3 separate regions of the Sus scrofa genome follow, and all the other regions are linked to region 3. Evidence: chromatin contacts called from public Hi-C data. All regions are on one chromosome and are shown on one strand. Each heading gives the region's core, a stretch centred on a gene start, on an enhancer-like site or on the middle of the called end of the contact. The rest is flanking DNA. Distances are from core to core; before and after follow the strand shown.

The links. Hi-C and Micro-C count contacts between places; a contact is called where the count stands out from the background.
Region 1: a Hi-C map of liver shows a contact between it and region 3, with 4 times the contacts expected there. The contact joins two enhancer-like sites. A contact is called at or near these places in 1 of 47 Hi-C or Micro-C datasets (liver) and 1 of 2 datasets of contacts at active chromatin or transcription factors (skeletal muscle).
Region 2: a contact with region 3 is called in a Hi-C map of liver, with 7 times the contacts expected there. The contact joins two enhancer-like sites. A contact is called at or near these places in 2 of 47 Hi-C or Micro-C datasets (embryonic fibroblasts and liver).

What each region holds. Positions count from the first base shown.
Region 1 is chr14:15,670,814-15,674,770 of Sscrofa11.1, reverse strand. No RefSeq gene overlaps it. Among named protein-coding and RNA genes, the nearest start is that of HPGD, 46 kb to the left of the region's middle. Within about 2 kb of position 2,085, at least 1 of the 83 cell types and tissues checked has an H3K27ac peak or open chromatin away from gene starts, as enhancers often do. A contact at or near this core is called in liver, where this site is marked.
Region 2 is chr14:15,731,981-15,735,840 of Sscrofa11.1, reverse strand. All of the region lies in intron 4 of HPGD (hydroxyprostaglandin dehydrogenase 15-(NAD)), which reads right to left. It also overlaps the pseudogene LOC110256674. Among named protein-coding and RNA genes, the nearest start is that of HPGD, 15 kb to the right of the region's middle. Within about 2 kb of position 1,495, at least 9 of the 83 cell types and tissues checked have an H3K27ac peak or open chromatin away from gene starts, as enhancers often do. A contact at or near this core is called in liver, where this site is marked.
Region 3 is chr14:15,528,118-15,532,055 of Sscrofa11.1, reverse strand. It overlaps GLRA3 (glycine receptor subunit alpha-3), which reads right to left. Exons shown (of 12, transcript XM_021074190.1): 7 at 3,229-3,311. Among named protein-coding and RNA genes, the nearest start is that of HPGD, 190 kb to the left of the region's middle. Within about 2 kb of position 2,530, at least 2 of the 83 cell types and tissues checked have an H3K27ac peak or open chromatin away from gene starts, as enhancers often do. A contact at or near this core is called in liver, where this site is marked.

The DNA.
Region 1 (3,957 bases), core at 836-3,335, 140 kb before region 3:
GGAGGTTCCCAGGCTAGGGATCAAATCAGAGCTTCCAGCATTCACCACAGCCACAGCAACATAGGATCTGAGCCACATCTGCAACCTATACCCCAGGTCATGGCAATGCCGGATCCCTGACCCACTGAGTGAGGCCAGCAATCAAAACCAGTATCCTCTTGGATACTAGTTGAATTTGTTTCTGCTTCACCACAACGGAAATCCCTATAAAGCATATCTGAATGAAAGTGATTGCGAGTAACATTATTAATGAATTTACTGTATTAAAATTTGTGTCTTAACTAACTTGTTCATTTGGGGGAAAAAATTGACTACCTACCTCCTATCAAACGCAAAATTCATTTCATGTGTATTGTTGATCTCAATATAAAAGACAACATAATAAAATTTCTGGAAGAAAATGTAAAACAATTTCTTCACATCCTCGGAAGAGGAAGGGATTTCTTAAACAAGATATAAAAACCACTGCAGGTAAAGAAAATGTTAAGAAATCAGACTAATTAAAATTCCAAACTTTATTTCTCAAAGGACACCATTATGAGATCGGATAGGCTAGGGACAGACTGGGAGAAAAGTTCTGTAACTTATTTATCTGACAAAGAATATGAAGGGAGACTATTGAAGGAACTGCTAGAAATCTATAAGAAAAACTGAACGTCTAATAGAAAATGGGCAAAAGACTTGAACAGGAACATCACAAAAGAGGATATCCAGGAGTTCCCACTATGGCTCCGTGGAAATGAATCTGACTAGTATCCATGAGGACACAGGTTCGATCCCAGGTCTTGTTCAGTGGGTTAAGGATCCAGTGTTGCCATGAACTGTGGTGTAGGTGGTAGACACAGCTCAGATCTGGAATTGACACTGAGTCCTTGAATGAAGCATCACCGCTCTAAGGAATGTATCAAAAGATATGTACACAAACTTTCACCACACCATTCTTTGTATCAAAACTATCTCCAGGGAGTTCCCTGGTGGTCCAGCAGATTAAGGATCCTGTGTTGAAACTGCTGTGGCTCATGTTTGATCCCTGGCCTGGAAATTTCCTTATGCTACGGGCACAGCCAAAAAAAACCCCCCACTATTTTATAAAAATAAAACAAAATAGATGTCAGTTAATAATGTAATGGACAAATAAATTATGGTAAAATTATACAATGGAGTATCAAACAGCGATAAAAAAGAACAAACCATTTTGTGCTCCACACTTTGATAACATGCTGACTATCATGTTGAATGAAAAAAGCCAGACATAATGTGCTACATTTTAGATGGTTCCATTGGTAAAGTTCAAAGACAAGCAGAATGAATCTCAGTGTGAGAAATTCAGGTCACCAGCAGCAGAGTAGTTACCAGAAGGAGGCACCCATGGGAAATTAGAAAACATCCCGTTTCTTGATTTGAATGTTGATTTTTGAAAAACCATCATGTTATGCAAACTGCAGACTTTTGACTTGTGCATATTTCTTTCTTTCTTTCTTTCTTTCTTTTTTTTTTTTTTGCATTTTAGGGCCGCACTCATGACCTATGGAAGTTCCCAGGCTAGGGGTCAAATCGGAGCTACAACTGCCAGCCTACACCACAACCACAGCAATGCAGAATCCGAGCCACATCTGGGACCTACACCATAGCTCACGGCAACGCCAGATACCCTACCCACTGAGCAAGGCCAGGGATCAAACCCGAATCCTCATGGATACTAGTTGATTTCATTTCTGCTGTATCACAACAGGAACTCCGTGACTTGTGCACATTTCTTTGTATAGATTATTATGCCAGTAAAAAGTTGTTTTTTTTTTTTTTAATTAAGTCATTCACAAAGTTAGTATTTTGTTTTTGGTGACAGAAAATCATTTGTGATACATGTGGCAGCTGACTGACCTGGTGACTGGTGACAATGTCTTTGAGGTGAACCCCTGCGAAAGCACCTGTGTCTCTGCTGGGGTTGGGGTCTCCACCTTCTTCCCCTCCCAGCCGGGGAAAATAAGCAAAAGTGGCTGTTCCGGCCAGACACTTAGCTCCACATGTCAGCTTGTGGAAAATAACCAGTCCGCATGCACAGGTCACTGTCCTGTAAATCTGTCTCCTTCGCTCTATTTTAAACATTCCCTCTCTGGGCTGCTCTCTCTGGATCATGTCCTTTGTTGGAATTCCTAGCAGTTGGCTGGGACTTAGCTTTGCTTTAAAGTTTCAGTGTTTCCTCTTTGCCTGGGCTTCGTGCTTCATGCTCCTTAGCATTGGAATAATCTGGATCAATACCCACACCCTTCCTCCATCCTGTGCCCTGGGATCCTGTCTTTTTCAGATGCAGTAAAACTCAAAGCATCATCGTATAGAGAAGGACTACTATTACCTAGCGATTAACTGTGGGGTCACGTCATCTCAGAACGGGCAAAAAAGAAGTTCCCATTGAAACTCAATCAGTTTACAATATGAGCAGGATTTGAATAGGAGCAAACATACAGCAAATTTTTTCCTTCTCCCTAAATGCTCCTTTTGACTTAATCTGTCAGATTGTTCCCTCTCTCCCTGGCTGAAGATCCCACAGCTTTTCCAGCCACTCTTAGGAGTTAATGAATAGTATCATTTTTTTTTTTTTAGCAAGTAGAAAGTACAATCCAGCCCAATGGAAAACCATCAATTTCTCATCCTCTCCTTCCCCAGCTTAGTTCTGCTGCAGAAAAATCTGGTAGGAAGGTGGATCCTGGATTTTCGTTTGTCCTGCACTCTTTCACCATCTTTTTCTCTTACTTCTTTCCCTCCACTCACCGTGCAACCTCTGACTCTTCAGGAGTTGGGTGTGAAAGTGGGGGCTGGGCAGGGAGGGATGTTCAAGGGCACACAGTAATTCTTACTTGCCTGGGGCAGGTACAATCTTGCAGTGGAGCCCTCTGGAGTGGACCATTCTGAGGTGGGTGATGTGTCTCCCAGCCTCCATCCCTGGTTTCCGGCAGCCACCCCACACTGACTGCCTCTGTTGGGTCTCTTATTTCTAGACAGTTCTCTCAGGTGTCTCCTTTCCAGGGTGACACAAGCTCTGAGCCTTTCATATAGCCCCCGCCTGGTCCATGGAACAGGACCTGCAGCTCTGGAAGAGGAAACCAGGCTCCAAGCACTTCGGGTTCTTGCCACAGGTGGCTCTAATAAGCCTCTTGCCTCTAGACTTCTTGAACATGAGTCAGGTACCAGACCCGCATTCCTCAATTTCCTGAGGTCCAAGGATCAACCCCAATTCATCTTTTTTACTTAGTATGGGGGTTTAAGGCTGGAGGGGGAAGGAAAGCATCCATGGGCTGTTCTTATACTGAAAACATTCACAAAAAATCCATGCTGTGCTATCTCTCAATTTGCAAGCCTCTTCTTTTTTTCTGTCTTTTTGTCTTTTCTAGGGCTGCACCCGCGGCTTATGGAGGTTCCCAGGCTATGGGTCTAATCAGAGCTGTAGCCTCCAACCTGTGCCACAGCCACAGCAACATGGGATCCGAGTTGCCTCTGTGACCTACACCACAGCTTACAGCAATGTCAGATCCTTAACCCACTGAGTGAGGCCAGGGATTGAACCTGCAACCTCATGGTTCCTAGTTGGATTCATTAACCACTGAGCCATGACGTGAACTCCAAGCCTCTTCTTATATACATTTGAGAAAACAAAATAAGAAATTATGGTTCGTGGGAATTTTTTTAAACATTTTAGTAAGTTTTACACAGATGCTAGAACTTCTTTTTAGATTGTGTGGATCCTTGAAATCCTCTGTTCTCTACTGTGGAGGCTCAGCTGAGAGTAAGAAAAGAAACATATGTTGTACATATGTGGCAAAATACACGCCATGGTGGCAGAAAGGTCTTACAACAAATTTATGATAGGAAAAACATTAACCATAAGAGGTTTGAAATTTAATGATAAAAATGTTTACTAATGAAAATATTATCATTTATGATACTAACACAAAGCATGTA
Region 2 (3,860 bases), core at 246-2,745, 200 kb before region 3:
AGTCCCTTGCACTTCGCATCATGTCTCTGCTTAGTCTACGCTATGCCAACTATTCAGTTCTGCCATATGACAACAGACACTGACATATGTAGCTCTTGGGGTGGAAACCCTGCCAGTTACTTTCATAGCCCCATTTCCCTTCTGGAAACGTTCAACTTGTTTGGTTAATTTGAATGTGTTACTTAAAACGTGGTAACTTGAGCCCTTCCACTGTGATGCAAACAGCAGGCCAGTTACACTGTTCTACATGCAACTTAGAGCTCAAGTGAGTGTGTCCCTGGGTGGTATTTGAAACACATTAAAAACTATTAGGATTTTCAAGTATTTTCTTGATATGCTAATGTTTTCAATTCAGACCTCCCTGATGTCACTCACACAATGCCACTTATTTCTGAGGCACAGAGAATGCCCCCCCCACTCCCCCCCACCCCCCAACACCAAGACCTCACAAGTCCAGCAGGTGGGAGCAGGGCTGGTGAGCAGACTCCTTTTCCTATGACAATTGCCCTTCCTTGCCAGCCATTTGAAGTAACTAACTATATAAAAATCATCCTTGGAGTTCCCGTTGTGGTGCAGTGGAAACGAATCCACCTAGGAACCCTGAGGTTTCAGGTTTGATCCCTGGCCTCGCTCAGCGAGTTAAGGATCCGGCGTTGCCATGAGCTGTGGTGTAGGTTGCAGGTGCAGCTCGGATGCTGCATTGCTGTGGCTGTGGCTAGGCCAGCAGCTGTAGCTCCGATTAGACCCCTAGCCTGGCAACCTCCATATGCCATGCACGCGGCCCTTAAAAAAAAAAAAAAAAAAAAAAAGAGGCATCCTTGATTCCTGTGGGATGTCTTACGGGAACACAGCTGTTTGATTATCTGCATTAAATCAGACCTCACTCCTCCCTGTAGTTCAACTTTCTGTTTTTCAGTAGTTAAGGATGGGTTCAGCAACATGAGTGCAGATTTGCATATGATGTTTAAAGACAAAAACTCGTACAGAAGAGTCTGTGTGGTTAAGAGGGCTCCAGACCAGAGCATACCTGCCCTCCACACACTTAGGAATCACTCTCCACTTTAACTCCTTTCTATTTGTGAACCTTATTAATTGCATCTGATACTCGGTCTGCGTCAGTGGTCATTACTCATTAACTTCTCTGCCCAAACCAGTGTGTCAACTTAAGGTTTTACTATGACAGTAAATGATTCCACGCAATCCGTGCAAAAGATCATGAGGATGGACTCTGGCTGGGTTGAATATTACCCACTATTCCTCCAACAGAGGGAGAAAAGAGGAAACATCTGTGAGCAAGGAACCTTTGGAAAACACAGAAGAAGCAAGCACTAGGAATACTTCAGCTACGATTTTACTTGTCCATTATACTTCATATAAGCTGAGGAATTTTTTTAATTAAGAAAGAAAGCAATGACTTCCTCTGGTAACTCCGCACAGACATTTTTGGTCCTCTGACCTCTGCCAACATGCTGTGACTTCAAGGGTATAAAACTGCCGACAGTATTTCAGAGCAAAGTGCGAAGGTTTGAGATGTCCGCATTTATCTTCCACTATTACAAAATCCCCAAATGTTTTTCAAACTGATTTCATCATGGGAAGGATAGAAGCCCTTGGTGCATGGATAAAATACAAGACAAGATGTTTTAATACTTTTTTTTTCTGAGATGAGGGCACCTCAGTGTCAAAGCCCGGGGTGGAAAGAGGAGAGCAGGGTCTGTTCAGATGGGCCAGTGGCCACAAGGAAACGGTGTTGATGTCACAGGTAGGGAAGACGGGCGTTATGAAGTCAAATCGAGTATAATGGACAGAGACAAACGACTGAACTATTATCAATGGCGTCACGCTCTGTCAGGAGGAATTTATACCCATTCATTTACATCCATTCATTGTTTTAGCGGCACCATTAGAGAAAGAGCCACACAGCCTTCCTGTTATGGTCTCTGAGATAGGGGAGAAGAAAATTCACATCCAGGGCTGGGCCATGTGACCAAGAAAGCTCTTAGCCAAGAAAGTCCCAGTGGACGTCTAACTGTCAACCCTAAATTGCTCTTGTCCATGGCATGTTTTGACTTGCGATGTTGGTAAGTTCCCCAAAGGTTTCCAGGGCTTTACTCTGTGTGTGTCAAATGAGGCAAAGGCTTAAGGTTTAGTACGTCTAGTAAGTAGTCCTGAGATTAAAGTGGTGCCTGGCAGGCCTGAAGATACTAGCAAATCGTGCTGGCTTCATCAAGCTACAGGAATTCAGTTCCTCTTTACAGTTAGGCTGACTAGACACAGAACGAGAGACAGACAAAGCAGACTGGCAAACGAACCCATAGAAGAGAGAGATACAATCCCCTAAGACATAGGGGATCTCATCTTAGGCTGCTGGCATGAGAATTCTAGCATCACTGCTCCCTTGCTGTGTAAGCTCAGCCAAGATACTTAAGCTCTCCTGGCTTGGTCCCCTTATCTGCAAGTTAGAGATGACATAATCTACTTCCCAGGGTGGTTGAGCATAGTAAGTGAGATATCGCAGACTGGGTGTTTAAAACAGCATCATGAACTCCTAAACATCATGAGCTCAATGAATGTTAATTGTTACTACATATTTAAGTATTTTTATTGGATAAAAGGCAGTACTACATTGTATTTCTCTTTTCATGCTCTTTGGGGCAAGTAAGCCTCTTTTGGTATAGTATCTCTCCCAGGGAGTCTGGAAGCCATCTAGCCTTCCTGAGATTGAAATCAGTGCTTCTACTGATATAAGGTCAAGGGGATCCTTGTACAATGTTCATGGTTCTTCAAGTCTTACCAGCCCTCTTCAATTTCAGAGAGAATTCACGAAACTATCTTTTGATCACCACAGTCTCTTTTTCACATTTGTATGCTTAATAAACTATTACATATTTCTTAATTCCCTCATCATTTCTATATTTTTCTTAGGATTTCATTTCAAAATAGTGTAGATTTTGCCTTGACACTGTGTCTTTAGGCTTTCAGCCTCCCAGAATCTAAACTTTGGCCCTCTCTGGGGCCAAATATCTCTTTTTATTATTGCCTATGCTACCACTTTTTAATGCACTCTTACACTTGCAATGCTATCATTTATAAGTAGATGTCATGTTAGAAAGATTACCAGACACCCCTGAACAATCTATAGAGACAGGTCTATAATAACTCTAGGCATGACATTTTGTCTCGAAGCAACCCAGAAAAATGAGATGCTAGTATATTTTTGAAAACTCCTCAAGAGGGAGCTGTCCAAATTTCCATCTGTGCTAGGATCACAGTGGCTTAAGGATTCACAGAAAGATGAGAAAAAATGCTGAGCCTCAGACACTAATGTGGTCACAGGTATCTTCCAACAGACCCCCCCCCCCCATTGCTGCTAGAGCTGGAGGGTGGGTGTGGGGCAGGGGGAGGAGGTGACACCTATTCTGCTGTTTTCACAGTAACTGAAACCAACCAGATAACTGAAGAAAGCCTCACGCTGTTTTGACTTTAGACTTGCTGTCAGTATTGCTCAGGCATCTAAAGCTTCATGATTTCACTCCAGCTACTCGAGAACCATTAATAATTTTTTTTCCCTAGAATTTTCAAAGTAAAGTCTTCTGCTTCATAAGTTCCTGCCAAGGGTTTAGAGCTACTACTTACTGAGTAATATGATACCAGATGATCATAAACCACGCTGCCCTGAATCCAGCACGGTTTGAATTGCATGTCTCAGCAAGGATCTTCAGCTCTCCGCTGAAATCCATCCTTAGGCACCCAGCTAGACTGCATTTCCCAGAATCCCCCTGTCATTAGGTGAGGCTTGAGGTCAAAGCCCATAGGAAGGTGAGCTGAATGAGGTTTGCTGTTATGCTGACACTTAGGAG
Region 3 (3,938 bases), core at 1,281-3,780:
TCTTTTGAGATTGCATGATTGCAATTTAAATTTGCTATGACAACTTCTTGATTAGAATTCGTTCCAACTACCTCTAAATATAGCCTTTTTTGGGAGGAGGGGGGCCACACCTGCAGCATTTGTAATTTCCCAGGCTAGGGGTTGAATTGGAGCTGCAGCTGCCAGGCACAGCCACAGCCGCACCATATCTGAGCCACGTCTGTGACCTACACATTAGCTCACCACAACCCTGGATCCTTAACCCACTGAGCAGGGCCAGGGAATGAACCCGCATCCTCAAGAATACTAGTGGGATTTGTTACCCCTGAGCCACAACAGGAACTCCTCAGCCTTTCTTAAAGGTTGTTTCTTTGTGTGCTTGTTTTCATCTCCGTTTTCTTGCCTTTAAAAATTTCACCTTATTGTTGAACCACTCTGTAGATGGCTACTAATAGTATATCCTCGATCCTAAACTCTAACTCCTCCCTTTGGCTTTATACCTAAATTTCTCAAGCTTCAGAAATATTGAGATTTGATTTATCAATATTCCCTTCAACATTTATTTCTCATTTCAAATACAATTCTATTTACCTAAGCTCTTTAAATCTGACTCATCAGTACCCAGAGCTTTTGCATACACTTTGAATTGAAGTGAATGAAGAATGGTGGAATGCACCCCCAAATATGCCACTTTAGCAGAAGGATTATTTTAAGCTAAAGGAACCTAAAAAACAGCAGATACAAGAAGAGCATTCTAATCTTCCCTTTTCTTCCTGAAAAACAGGAGATTAAAAACTCCCATGTGGGGAGTTCCCTTCGTGGCTCAGTGGTTAATGAACCCGACTAAGAACCATAAGGATGTGGGTTCAATCCCTGGCCTCGCTCAGTGGGTTAAGGATCTAGTGTTGTTGTGAACTGTGGTGTAGACGCAGATGCAGCTCAGATCCCACATTGCTGTGGCAGAGGTATAGGCTGGCAGCTGCGGTTCCGATTTGTCCCCTAGCCAGGGAACTTCCATATGCTGCAAGTACAGCCCTAAAAAGCAAAACAAACAAACAAAAAACAACTCCCACGTGAAAGACATACCCCCCATAGCAGGAAAAAAGAAATGTTCTCCAACAGGGGATCAAAACTGAGAGAATTCTGTACAAACCGACTTTGTTAAAATAATCCAGCTCTTCCTTTAGCTTCCCCACACAGTCTGGCTACTCTTCCACAAGTGCTTCTCTGTTGAGCTTGGTATAAAAGCATTTGGGTTTTGCCATTTCCTTGTCTATTCATTTCCTTATGGTGGATTCCCACCTCATGCAAAACTTATAAATTTGTATCCTTTTCTCCTATTAACCTGTTTTATCTCTTTAATTTTCAGGCCCAGCATAAGAAGGTAAAGATAACATGTTACATCCTCTATAGCATCGACCTGTATTGTTTTCACCTTCCACATGTTCCTTTTCGTCCCTGTTTGTATTCTTTCTTTCTTCTTCTGTTTTTTTGGGGTTTTTTTTGTTTTTGCTTTTTAGGGCCACACCTGCAGCATATGGAAGTTCCCAGGCTAGGGGTTGAATTGAAGCTGCAGCTGCTGGCCTACACCACAGCCATAGCAACACCAGCTGCGTCTGTGACCTACACCACAGCTCACTACAACGCAGGATCCTTAATCCACTGAGCAAGGCCAGGGACTGAATCCACATCCTCATGGATCCTAGTCGGGTTCATTAACCACTGAGCCATGATGGGAACCCCCCCCCCCCACTTGTATTCTTTTCCTCAGAATGTTATGAAATCTTCCTAAGTAAGGTTTGGTTCATCTGGCTGAATCTTTAAGAACATCATATTGACCAAATCATTTTCTTGCTCCTAAATCTTGAACAGCTCCTCACTACTGGATAACATCCAGCATCCTTGGTTCAGTAATGAGGGAACCAGTCTGTCTCAGACTAGTTTTCATACAATTTTTTTCTCAATACTCTCCCATGTGCTTAATTTTGTCTCCAAGATACAGAATCAAACTGCCCTCAAAATGCCTTCATGGTCCAGTTGGAAATCTACACTGCTGGGAATATTGTATTTTTCTTCCTCCATTTTTATTGCTAAATAGTTCCCCCAACTAAAACTACATTTTTATCTTCTTTCATTTAATTTAGTAATTTATCCATGGGTATGCTTAATATTTAAGAACTACTTAGAAAAGTAGTGTATTTAAATTTAACAAAAAAAGAGTTATTGTCAGAAAGAGGTATTTCCACTTCCTTACTTTAAGAGAAACCAAACAAGGAGGAATGAATCCTGCCCCCACCCCGCCCCGCCACCCTGTCCCCACCCCCCATGAGTTAGGCATGCCATCTAGTGGCGGATCCACCGCACTACAGACCTGGCCTCAGGCCAGCTAGTCTAAAGATCCACTTTCAAATTTTTCTCAAAGAATATGTCAAACAGATATTTTTTTTCCCTTATATAGCACAGTACCACAAGAAAAATACTGCATAATGCTTACTCTTTGTAAAATGGCACTAAACAATGAAAACCCATTAAGTTGGGCTGATTATACAGAGATAAGTTCAGAGAAAGAGAAGACCTGAAGTTTTCATGTGTTAGCATTAATCAGTGACGCACACAGGTCCACTTTGGAAGAAGAAATTTAAAGAAACGCCTATAAGCTTGGATAAATCTCTGATAAAGGGTGAGAAAAGTCTTTCCTCCTTGGGATAACATATGAAACACAGCCAGCAGTGTCATCACTGAATAAATATTACACGAGGGTTTGGCAAAATGGTTCAGAGTAAGCATAGCCTTTGAAGCCAGATGGATTATTATGATCACTTCTCTAAACTGGGGCACAATCACTAGAAATTACCATTTTCACATGTTAAAATGTGGGGACAACATATTCGTTGTGAGTATGAGAAATAATATCTTTAAAAGGTTTGGACTACAGCAAGGCATCCAGTAAAAAAATAGTAGTCTTTGATGGTTATCATCCTTTTTACCTCTGATGATTTGTAGAGAGAAAATAGCTATTTGTTTCAAGCTTAAAAACTATTATTTCTATTCCTGAATTTATTTCTTTATCACAGTATGGAGTACATGTGCTCATAGACACCATTCCTTTCCATACCAGATGGAAGATAACTCCTATTTAGTAAATATTGGGCAAAAACAATTACAAAACAAATTATCTATGTAACTCATTAAATATATTATCTACTATTTTTTTTAAAGTATTCAGAAATATAAGTTGTTTCTACTTACAACTTTCCAGCTGCATGATACAGGTCTGTACATCCATTGGAAAATTCTTGAGATCCATTGGACAGGAGAGAGTCAGGGTCAATCTGAAAGAAGTAAAGTAATTATTTTAAAAATAAATATATAATATCATATTAATGTTCTATTTTTCAAGGTACAACTAGAAAACAATGTTGCTTGGTCATGACTAACATCTATTCAAATAAAATTTGCTCTACTTGGGTATGTTATTTAATGTGAAATAGCTGTATCCTTTGACATAAATCCAGTGGGGTTTTTTTTGGGGGGGGGAAGAAAAGCTGTACATATAAATATCCGATCACATGTATTTATTTATCTAATTAAGATTTCCTTTAGAGAGGGCTGCAGATGTCTAAGAGAGATCTATATTTTCAGAAAAGACCCTGAAAGAGATATTTGAGGGTGAGTTTTTATAAACTTAATACCAGAGGCCAAAAGACACACTTGCCCAGAATCGCACTGACAGCATCCTTGAAGAGACAAGCAGAGCCAAGGTCTGGAGTTTGAACAAGAGAAGGCTGGGTACTGGCAAGAAGACCTGGGTGACAACTTTCATCATCTTTGTAACTACACTGTAAAACTTGTTAGTGAACATCCAGAGGGGAAAAACTCTGACACTAAGTGAAGTCAGTCAGAGAAAGACAAATACCATATGAGATCATTAATATGTGAAATCTAATGAAAAATGAAAC